Regions from separate parts of the Mus musculus genome. Here regions 1 and 3 are each linked to region 2. A link is a contact called in public promoter capture Hi-C data. All regions are on one chromosome and are shown on one strand. Each heading gives the region's core, a stretch centred on a gene start, on an enhancer-like site or on the middle of the called end of the contact. The rest is flanking DNA. Distances are from core to core; before and after follow the strand shown. Region 1 holds the start of Rasgef1a (RasGEF domain family, member 1A). Region 2 holds the start of Syn2 (synapsin II). Region 3 holds the start of Cxcl12 (chemokine (C-X-C motif) ligand 12).

Region 1 (3,743 bases), core at 696-3,195, 2.9 Mb before region 2:
CATCCAGAATCCAAGCTCCATGCCTGTGCTCCCTGGCTGGCCCTGTCATGGCCAGCACTGTCCTTGACCCTCCCACGTGAAGCATCCAATGATGGCCTGACAGCCCCAGGCATTGTTATCCCTTCCAAGACCCTAGGACAATAGCCTGTCATGCTGGTCTCTAGTGCTCCCAAAAGCCCAACCTCCCACACAGATGGCTTCCCCACCCAGGCCTGCCCTGTCTTCCTTAAATGTTCCCACTCACCTAGTTCTTTCTCACTCTTCTTCAGTGGGGTCCTTACACCCACAGGACATCTCTGACGCCTCTTCTGGCTACCCTGACAAAGGCACAAACATCACCCCACACTGGTAGTCAGCTCGCTAAGCCCAAGTGTGCCACACATCCCTGGGGAGACCGGGGCAGGCTGTGTAGCCCCCTGGTGGTTAGTAGAATGATGTGTGTCAATGAGCTAGAACTGAGGTGCCAATGTAGGGCCCCTTCCTGTCCTAGGACCCTGTCAACCTGTTCCCCAGCAAAAAGTAGGTGGCACAGCAGAGTGACGCAGGATGGGTATTAGCAGAGGAAACAGTCACCGGAGCTGAGCATCGTTTTACGTCTGCATGATACCAGAATCATCCTTCCTGATGCACTCCTGCTGTGGGCTACTCCTCTACGTTCATCTTTAGTCCTTTCTGCCATGTAACTTAGTCTGTATATTACTCACTGTGGAGGTGCTCAACCTTCCTAATGTTGCGACCCTTTAATGCTGTTCTTCGTGTTGTGCTGAGCCCCAGCCATAAAATGTATTTCGCTGATACTTCATAAGTATAATTTTGCTACTGCTATGAATTATAATGTAAATATCTGACATGCAGGCTATCTGAGAGGCAACCCCTTGAAAGGGTCGTTTAACCCCAAGGGGTCTTGACCCACAGGTTAAGAACCAATGATTTTCTGGCACCCAGATGAGCTCTGTGAGGATAAGAACTGTTGCCTGCTTAGTTCTCTGCAAACCACAGTGCCAGCGCATAGCAGGTGCTTAATAAATGTGCATTGTCTGTCCTACATCTTCAGCCCATTAATGTTGGCTCCTCATCTCCACTCTTCCAAATCAATGGTCTGCACTGGGTCTGGTCTAGACAGGTCTGTGTACTGCTCCTGAATCCCACTGCCCACTATGGCTCAAAACAGCTAGAAAGGTGCAGTGGTGGCTCAGGCCCAGGGTTAATTTTAGGGAGATTCTCAGCCTTCCCCTCACTAGGCACTCTTCTCTTTAAACACATGACATTTGAGAATGCACAGGCACAGCCTTGCCCCCACACCTGCCTCCTCTTAACGGCTCTCACTTAAGCCTCCCATATATAAACACGTCCTCTCTCCCGCCCACACATCGCACATACAAGCGCACACCTCCCACATGATCAACCACTCCATCACAGACCGCCCCCACTCCAAGCACTTATGGAGTAAACAGTGGTTCTGAGCCCAAGGATAGGGGAAATTCCAAGATCGCCACTGCTTTTTACAAGTCTGCTCTGTCCAGGACAGCCCTTTGCTTTCTCTTCTGCCGCACCCGGACCCTGCTGCGAAACACCCCACCCCACCCCCACCCCCTGCAGGTTTTCAAGTGGCGCTTTACAGCGGAGCCGCTGGTGTCAGCAGAGGCTAGGAAGGCAGCAGCTGCACCTTGGGCGAGGCCCAAGTGGCGGCAGGTGTCCGGGCAGGGACAGGAGAGAGAGTTGCCCTGGTTGTCCTGGGGGCGAGCACCCTCCTGGCCGCGCTTCCCAAGCTCTGGGGCACAGAAACCTTAACCTTGCGGTCCTGCTGTGGTCAAGACACTGCCCTGGAGTGCTCCTAACCCGCAGTCCCGCACTGCCACAACCCTACCTGGGGCTCCAGAAACATCCTGGCTACAGCTCCCGCTACCGGACCCGCAGGCGGTGTAGAAGCCCGACTACCCTCCGGGGCTGAGCCAGTGCCGCCCAAGCCCGGGGACTTCCCTCCCGTGACCCAGCCACCTCCCGCCCGGGGCGGGGCTGGCGAGCCTCGTGAACAAGACCCTGGGAGGAGCACTAGCAAGGGACAGGGCGAGGCACAGTGAGGCGTGAGCACCCGCAGGGTTTGTGGTGCTAGGTTTGGGAATGGCGTAAGGGTCAAGGCTCTGGGCTCTGGGCGGGGTGGGTCGTCTTGCTGGTGAAGTCCAGGAAGGAGAGGGGAGGGGAGGGGAGGGGAGGGCCAGGAAGGGTCCCAGACTCCTCCTTGGAGACTGAACGCTACAGAGCTACCGCAGGTGCCCAAGCAGCGCTTAGTTCAGATGCTTCCCCTGCCGGGCGGGCGCTCGCTCCACACAGCTGTAGTCTGAAGTGTCTTGAATCCTCAGTCCTTCTATCATCCCCAGAACGCCAGGGATACAGCAGCTGCTGTCGTGGAAGGGCTAATCCGAGTAAGGGATATGCCTGGTGCCTGTCTCTGAGGATCTATCTCACCTCACCCCCACCCCCACCCCACTCCCTGCACTAGGAAAGAATCCTGTCAGGTGCCTCCCACCGCAGCTCCAGCTCTTAGAGTTTAGATGGCAGCGGTGGGCTGAAATGAAGAATGCCCTCTCTGGGGATCTGAAACTAAGGAAGCAGATAGAGGCTGGGAGGGCAGAGAGAGCTGGGCCAGGTTCTAGGAGTCAAAGCTGCTCTCAGCTGGAACCATAGACCATAGACGGGGCAGAGGATGCCCAGGGGGGATTAAACAATCCTATGAGAGCACACAAGCAAGCCATGGTCCCTAATGGAGACTGATGACCCGGACTTTACCCCACCCTGTCTGATCTCTGCCCAGCGGCCTGAGGGAGCACACTTCTCTCCTGCCATCTCCCTTCCCCTCTTTCTCCATCAGCTCTCTTAGCACAAAGATCCATCAGCAGACAGACTCTTGGGTAGTTAGTTCAGTCTTGTGGAACTCTGAATGTTGGGCTCATTCCCTTGTCTCCTAGGAGGACCCAGGCCCTCTGGGCTCTGCCTCCCCTGACGTCTCTACCAGCTCGCACTGTCGCTGGACCCCACCTTTCTTCTCAGGGGTCTCAGAGCCCATAGTATTTATTCCCTCCTGGAACAGCTCCACAGATGGCGGGGAGGAGGGTGCATCAGCTTTCACACAGGGCCCCCCTCTTCCAGCCCTGCATCTTGTTCCAGGGGATGCAAAGCTCACAGTGACCTCTGCTGGCGAATCTTGTCAAGACCCACCTAGACCCTCGGGTGCTGGGCCCTTGCTAGGCTCAGGTCATTCCTTCAGACTGCTCTTCTAATACCAAGAGAAACAAAACTGGAGTTCTACTTCTAGGAAGTTACCTGTCCCTGCCTTCTTTAGCCCTGTTCCTTGACCCTCTAGGACACCTGGGTCCTAAGAGGGTGATGGCATTTCTCCCACATGCACAGTTAACAAGCCAGTTGCCACCTGCTCCAGAGCAAGCTTTCCCCAGGGAGCCTATCTAGTCCCATCTCTGGCAGACATGGATGAAGCTGTCTGTCACAAGTCTGACCTCAGCATGCATATATGCATCAATCCACATCTTTCCCAGCGTCCAGGGACCTAGGGAAGCTGGCAGGCTAAAGGCTGACTCCTGTCAGATGTCCTGCTTAAAGCTATCTCGCAGCAAGGGCTTGTGGTGCCCGACCCAAGACACCATTGGAAAGTGGAGATGTGATGCGGTCTGTAAACAGCTGCTGGGGTTACTGGAAAGGCAAGACACATGGGAGGACATGCTTCCCTC
Region 2 (3,772 bases), core at 264-2,763:
TCATCATCCAGCTGAAAAAGCCACCATCGTTTACACACAAACACAGGAGCACGCATGCTCGCATGCACGCACGCACGCGCACACACACACACACACACACACACACACACACACGCACACACACACACGGAGGGAGGGAAGGAGGGAGGGAGGGAGGGAGGGAGGGAGGGAGAGAAGGGAAGAGAGAGAACAAAATTTTTAAAACATATATCCCCTCCCTGTTGCATATATATAATAATCTCATTATTTTTAAACAGATGTCAATCACACTCTGAGACACCTGTGATCTAACCCACCTTGATATCAATACAGGTACAGGTTTAAAACAAAACAAACAAACAATAACAACAACAAAAACACCTATCCAACTTAAATACTAATATCCACTCCCAACTCATTCCAAACCTTGCAGACTAGAATCTTTTTTGGTGTCCTTTATTTTGATGGCCATCTGGGTCCATTTTCACCTTAGCTTGTATGCGTCTAAACTGTTAAGCCTGCCCCCCCCCCACCATAAGTATTTGTGTTTTGTTTTTGTTTTTTATTAGTTCTTTGAGGATGTTGTACAACCTGTTTTGATCATCTTCACCCTCCCTCCCCCAGCTCTTTCCAGATCCATCCCTCCTTCTCTTCCTTCCCAACTTTGTGGTGTCCCCACCACCACTGTCACAGCCAATATGTGCTGCCCAAATATTCTTGGCTGTGTGGCCTTCCTTTAGAGCGTGGTCGACTTATCACTATTTTTAAGCTCCATTGGTGCTTAATGAAGTAGCTTGCTCTGCCACCGGCCTGGAGGCCACCGAGTCCTTTACCTTAGGACCCATGTCTCTGGGAGGTCAACGCCTGCCCTCGCCCCTCCCACACACAGACACCTGCTCGTCCCCGGTGCTCTCCCGGGTGACCTCGAGGGTCCATCTTCACACCCTGCCCCCGGCGGACCCCGCAGGGGCCTACCAGTCGGTGTGCGGCTCGTCGACCACCAGCAGCACCTTGGCCTTCCTGGAAGCGGCCGAAGGTGCGGGCGCGTCCACCAGGCCGGCGGAGGCGGCCGTCTGCTTCACCGCTTGCGACAGCGAGCTGAAGAAGCTGCTGCCCACCGACGGCGTCGGCGCGGGCTGCGGCGCCGGCTGCGGCGCGGGTGCCTGGGCGGGTGGCGGCCTGCGCTCGGGACCGGGCGAGGCAGCTGAGGTGGCCGCCGACGCCGTAGCGGCACCGGGGCCAGGGGCAGGAGGGGGCTGCTGCGGCTCCGGGCGCTGAAGGTCAGTCATGTAGCCATTGGGCAGGTTGGCGATGAAGCTGCTGTCCGACAGCCGGCGCCTCAGGAAGTTCATCATCTGGCTTGAGGGGCTGAGGGCGCTCGAGGCGGCGGGCCAAGCGGCGCGGGGAGGACGGCGCGGGGACACCGAAGGTGGTCCGCGTCTCCGGGAGCCCAGCAGACAGCCGCGGCGCTCTGGGTCTGGGGAGCGAGCCTGTTAGCGAGGGAGCAGTGGGCGGTGCCGAGGGCGTGACTACTTCTGTCTCCGCCCCTCTCCGCAGAGCCTGCTCCGCCCCCGCCTACTCGCGCGTCCCCCGCCTTTTCAGGCTCTGGCGCAAAGAGAAGGGAGAGTGTCCCCTCCCGCCACCTGAGCGTGACTGTGTGGGAACCAGGAGCTCTCGCAGTGTGGAGGGAAGGAAAGCCGAGAGTCTCCCACCATCATCACCTTCGTGGTTTCAAGAGGAGAGTCGTGTCCCAGTTCCAGACGAAGACACCATCCTAATACCATCTAGTTAGAAGAGAGGTGTCAGCTTCCCTACCCTGAGGTGAGAGAAAAGAGCTACACCTGCCCCTCCACCCGCTCTGGCGTGTGTGTGCGCGCGCACACACACCCAGGACCACCATTCAGTGAGCAAAGCGAAGCATTTCCTTTCCTGAAGCTCAGGAAAATGATGCCAAAGTCCCCAACTTTCAGATGAGAAGGAATGGACTAATCTGTTGCTGCTAATGCGCACCTTGTATGCTGAGACCTGAATGAATGAATGGATGGATGGATGGATGAATGAATGAATGAATGAATGAATGAATAAAAGCTGCCTACCCGTGCTGAATGGGAAAAACCTCTCCCTGACCCAAAAGGTGGGAGTCCAGACCACAATGAAGTAGAGGGCTACCTCACCCTCCTTGAGGAAGAAGGAACCTAAGCAGACCCTCTCCACACTGCCCTGGAGGACATTAGGAGGCAATTTCTGTGCCCCACTTAATAGTGCACAATTCTCTCCCTGACCAGAGAGAGAGAGAGCACGCGCGCGCGCAAGAGAGCCCGAGAAGACTGAAAATGTCTTTTCAGGATCCCTCAGACAGATAGCCAAGGCTACCCCCTCAATTTGCTTCCCTGACATACATTGTTCCCCAGTGTTGTAGGGCGACCTAGTCCCCTAACTGACCATCTCCATGAAGGTTTATCTGACTACCAACTTCTCTGTGCACTCTCTAAATTTTGTGTGCTCTTTGAACCTTTGTTTTGATCTGTCTTCAGGTATATTAGTCCCCTACATTTGTATCTGGACAAAATGTAGCAGATGTACTTGACAGGCAGACCACCTGGAGTGATGCACGACTTTGGGCAAATTACTCCCTTGAACCTTTTTCTTCCACAGCTAATAAAAACAGATAGCACTTTTCAAAGCTGCTGGAGTAAATGAGAACATGTAGGTAAAGCGTCTGGTACGCAGTAGATAAGCCAGTAGTGGGGCCTAAGTCCTTATTCTTATTTCTCAGTAGTATTAGCTAGTCTGAATGGAATCAGTGAGGGTCTTGACACTAATGTTAGCAGGGTGTTCCTGTTTTGTATATCCCAGTTGGTTCTCAGGTCTAAGCCAATAGCATCAGAGAGGCCTGCAGCCAATTGTGAAAATAACCAATAAAATTAGAAAGCAACCCTTGTCTCAGGTAAACTCACAACTAAGAGCTAAGGACTCATAACTAGAGACAACAATTACCCACAATGAGATGTGAGAAATTCTGTAAATCAGTTGGATAAGGTGGTTTAGGAGCAACAAAGGCACAGGATTCATTCACCGCTGAGGCTCAGGAAAGGCTGCTCAGAGGAAGTAATGTTTAAGATGGGTCTTGAGACGTGTGGTAAAAGTTAACAGAACTGGTGAGAAGGCTCTGTAGTTTGGAACACTTGTTACTCCTCCAGAAGAGCCAAGTTTGGTTCCCAACACCCAGGTCAAGTGACCTATGATGACCTGTAACCACAGCTCCAGGGAATATGGCACCCTCATCTGGCCTGCAAGGGCACCCACACACACATGTCAGAACACTTACACAGATACACTATCTTAGTTACTGTTCTGTTGCTGTGAAGAGACACCATGACCAAGACAACTTATCAAAGAAAGCGTCTGATTGGGGGCTTGCTTAGTTTCAGAGGATTAGTCCATTATCATCATGGCTGAAATCATGGCTAGTGGCAGGCAGGTGGACATGGAACTGAGAGAGACAGAGACAGAGACTGGGCTAGCATGGACTTTTGAAACCTCAAAGTCCACTCCCAGTGTCACCTCCTCCAACAAGGCCTTTTAGTCCTTTTCAAACAGTTCCACTAACTGGGGCCTGAGCTTTCAAACATATGGGCCAATGAGAGCCATTCTCATTCAAACTACTACTACTACTACTACTACTACTACTACTACTACTACTACTACTACACCACACACACACACACAAGTAGAAAAAAAAAATCTTTTTTTTTTTTTGAGTATGTACCCATAGAGAAGTAAAGGAAGCATT
Region 3 (3,769 bases), core at 1,131-3,630, 2.0 Mb before region 2:
ACCCTGAGGACTGCTGGATTTGTAGCTGCTCCCCCAACAACAGGGTTTTATCCTAGCTCTACTGAGCATCCCCAAATGTTTCAATTTATGGGTCTTTTCACCAAAGTTTAAAAGTATGACTGAGAATAGTTAGCCCCAGGATTTTAAGTTTGCTTATTTAGAGTTCCAGGAGACTTCTGGGTATTCTGAAGTTCACTGCCTTTGGGAAGCAGCTGGAGAAGTGGACCGAATTAAATATATGATGGGATTATCTTCTTCTGCAAGCATTATTTAGCTAAGGGATGCATGCCCCAGGAAGGGTAGTGTCTTTAGACTCTAAAGCATAGGAAAACCAGACTTCAGGTACAGACCAAAGTCTAATCCAGCTCTGCTGCCACCCTGGACTTGGGAATCTAGAGAGCTTGGCTTAGGGAACCAGGGGTCCATTCAATCTAACAAGCCTGGCAAGCCTGCTGCTCTGGGTTTAACCAAAGAAGCCTCCGGTGTCTACTATCTAGCTTCTGAGTTGGAGTAGCTGATGGGAAAAGACAGGAACCACAGCAAGGTTAGCCGTGCTGCAACTTGAGGGCTGTGTAAGATCAGAGGGCACACAGGCACTAGGAGGTAAAAAAGTTCATTCGGGCAGCACAATGGGGTCCTGCCTAGAGAACAGGTCTGATCCAGACACTGTCAACAATCCGACTCTTCCTAGGGTCAGAATATGTTGAGGGTGAGACAACTTTTACTCTGGATAATTGCACTCCAACCTTGAGGACCTGAGTCCTACATTCTTGCCCCATACCTAACTTGCCAGAGGCTGTGACCCTTGCAACATCACCAGCTCATTCAATTATTAATGCCCAAATCAATGTGCTCCATGACGGGGCACTGGGGGACCAGTGGGAAGGCTCAGCCTCCCGGGTGTTCTCGGTAACAAAAAAAAAAAAAAAAAAAAAAAAAAAAATCGAAACTGCCTTTCATTTCTTTTTTTTTACTACTCCGATCAGCAACTGACTATTCTTTTACAGAACATTTCCCTCGGACTAGGCAACTCCAACCATTCCCGTACCCCGTTGTCACAGGGAAAGAACCCAAACGAACGAGTTGGTGTACTTGGGCAGCATTTAGAGCTCAGTCTCACCAAGAGCCCCGACTGTCCCTCAGTTCTCTCCAGGAAACACCACTGCGGAGGAAGGCAGGGGATCGACTAGTAGGATTTTGTTTTGTGTTCAGAGGCAATGGTTTGTTTTGTTTTGCAGCAACGGTGTCTTGTAACAGCGCTGAGAGTTTTCTCTTCAGTGTCAAAAAAAGAAAACAAAATGAAAGCCCTTTCCCAGTGAAAGAAGACACCACCCTGGGTCTGGGAGACTGAACTCCGCTGCAGCTCTCATTCCAGAGCTGAGGACTCCGGGGCTGGCTACAAAAGCGCCCGTTTGCAGGTGTGTTTGGGGGTTGGGGAGAGGTGTGCATATAGCTTGGGTAACTGCTGAGCCTTTGTCTAGTGACCCGGGTAAGAAGAAAAAGGGGCAGTGAAGAGACGCGTGCTCAGGTCCGCGTCGCTACGGACCAACGAACTGTGCAGAAGCGCGGCCCTGGCTGGCAGCGCGAGTTCAAGAGCTGCGCTGCGCTGCTGGTGGCCCTGAGCCCCTCGAGGGTGCTGTAAGAGAACACGCTACACCCGCAGGGGACGAAACTCAGCCTCACCACTGAACCTATAGCCAAGCCATGCACTTCGAGCTACTTGACCGGTCTTTGAGAGTTTGCTGACACACGCACCACCCGAGTGAACCTCTTGCACGGTCAACTCCGGGACCGCGCTGCCCTTCGCCTCTGGAAACATCTGGGCGCCGGTAGACACTAGCTGAGTGCAGCTGGCGCGCTCCGGGGCCCAAGCCCCGGACACAATCGCCCACGCTTCCATTCCGCGCCGAACCCACTCTTGCCCAACAATCCTGCGGGTCCTCCCCTGCAGCCCTCTCTAGGTCCTATGGCCGCACTTCGCAGAGCACAAAACCTCGGTGCGACCCGTGGGACACGGGAAAGGGCACCCGGTGGGAGTGCGCCCTGCAAAGTGGACTGCCCCAAGTTCGCTTGTAGTGAACGGCGCCGACCGAGTTCTTTCTCCGCGACTTCGGCGCGGGCAGAGGAACCGCGGACCCGAAGGAGCTCCGGCGCAGAGCTGCGAGCCTTTCCCGGGCCCGGCCGCGGATTGCACTCACCGTCACTGATGCAGAGCGCGGCCAGCACCAGGGCCAGCACGGCGACGACCTTGGCGTCCATGGCGTGGGCGGGAGGGCGCGCCGGAGGCTGCAGAGCTGGACAGCAAGAGGACACCGAGGTGGACCGAGAGTGAAAGTGCGGCAGCGGGAGGCGAGCGCTGGGCGCTTTAGAGGCGAAAACCAGGCGGGGCGGGGCGGGGCTCATCAAGGGGCGGGCCTGGAGTGTGGCTGGGGTCTCTGACGCGCATCCCCTGCGGAGCAGCCGCCCTTCCAGTTCCCTACCTACCCACCCCCTTCTTGGCGCCCTCAGTGTCCGCGGCTCCGCTGGGTGCTGAGACCTTTGATCTTCCCAGTCCCCAACTTGGGCGGGCTCTTTGGACCTGAATTGTAAAGAGGCTGGGTCGTAGAGCTTAATGCTCCCATCCTGCAGATAGAGAAACTAAGGGGCTGTCAAAGGCACAAGCCGTGAAATAAGAACCTGAGAGACGAAACAGTCTGTTTCGCCGCATCCAAAAGTTGCCAGAGTACCCTTTCTTTCGTGCCAGGAACTTAAGCTGACCCACCTCATGTCCAGGGTGTCTGTGCCGCAGTGGACTGCTAGGCTTAGGGCAACGTGGACCAATCTACAGTTAGAATAACTTGGATTCCCAGCCAAAGTCTCACTACAGTCATTCCCGGGAAGATGCATTCTAACGTAGGGCTGCGCTACCGAGCAAAGAGACCAAACAGGTCTCCCAGAGATACTCAGTATCGTGAATTTTCTTTGCCACCTCCCCTCTGTACCCCTATTCTCTCGACTGGGGGTGGGTGGATGGTACGAATAGTGGGTGGGTGATTACAACTCTCACCCTGCAGAATGGAAACGGAGGAGAAATGACTGGGTCTCACTCCCGCGAAACGTCCTGATTCTCTGTGCTTGGTTTTAATGTGTGTTCAGTTAATGGAAGCTGGAAACAACTTCTTAAACTTCAGTGTTTCCTGCCTTTCCAGAAGAAAGTCCAGTGTTCTAAAAAGGACCAAAGAGTTCCCTAAGGCCCCGCTCCCTAAAACCCTGCTTCAGAAAGTGGTCATTGGCGCTTTACAAATAGACCCATTGGTGTTCAGCCCTGCCAATAGATCGTTGTGTTCCACTCTGGTCAACCAAAACAACCCCAACCCGGGTGTGGGGAGACACGGGGGAGGGGGCAGACTGAATCTTGGAGGGCTAGAGGCTTTGGGCAGCGTCCTTTGGACCTTCCACTGCCACAGGCAGTGTTGGCCATGCTTCGACCACTTTTCCCACATAGCCAATTAGCGATTTGGATTCTGTTATCATGTTCACCCAAGGGAGTGCACAACAGAGACTTGCCTCTGTCTCAGGGCAATCTGGGAATCATATTTGTGAAGCAGTGGCCAGGACCTTTGGGCCTGGGGCTCCACCTAGGGACTAAAGAAGGGTGGAGAAGGTCAAGAGGAAAATGTTCCAGCCATGAGAGTATCTTAAACAATTCCGCTAAGCACTTTGCATCCATTCATTTGTCAGACACACTTTAGGGACTCAGCTTCAAATCTGGAACCGCGCCGACCTGGTC

Evidence for each region. Promoter capture Hi-C pulls out the DNA fragments that hold promoters and counts their contacts.
Region 1: a promoter capture Hi-C map of liver shows a contact between it and region 2, with 4 times the contacts expected there. The contact joins the promoter of Rasgef1a here to the promoter of Syn2 in region 2. A contact is called at or near these places in 2 of 39 promoter capture datasets (both in liver).
Region 3: a contact with region 2 is called in a promoter capture Hi-C map of liver, with 5 times the contacts expected there. The contact joins the promoter of Cxcl12 here to the promoter of Syn2 in region 2. A contact is called at or near these places in 2 of 39 promoter capture datasets (liver and pre-B cells).

The regions. Positions count from the first base shown.
Region 1 is chr6:118,064,587-118,068,329 of GRCm38.p6, reverse strand. Rasgef1a (RasGEF domain family, member 1A) reads right to left here and starts at 1,945. Exons shown (of 13, transcript NM_027526.1): 1 at 1,868-1,945. The coding sequence starts at 1,885.
Region 2 is chr6:115,132,643-115,136,414 of GRCm38.p6, reverse strand. It overlaps Syn2 (synapsin II), which reads right to left and starts at 1,513. Exons shown (of 13, transcript NM_001111015.1): 1 at 955-1,513. The coding sequence starts at 1,334. Gm17733 (predicted gene, 17733) reads left to right here and starts at 1,580. Exons shown (of 2, transcript NR_132436.1): 1 at 1,580-1,800.
Region 3 is chr6:117,167,146-117,170,914 of GRCm38.p6, reverse strand. Cxcl12 (chemokine (C-X-C motif) ligand 12) reads right to left here and starts at 2,380. Exons shown (of 3, transcript NM_021704.3): 1 at 2,199-2,380. The coding sequence starts at 2,259.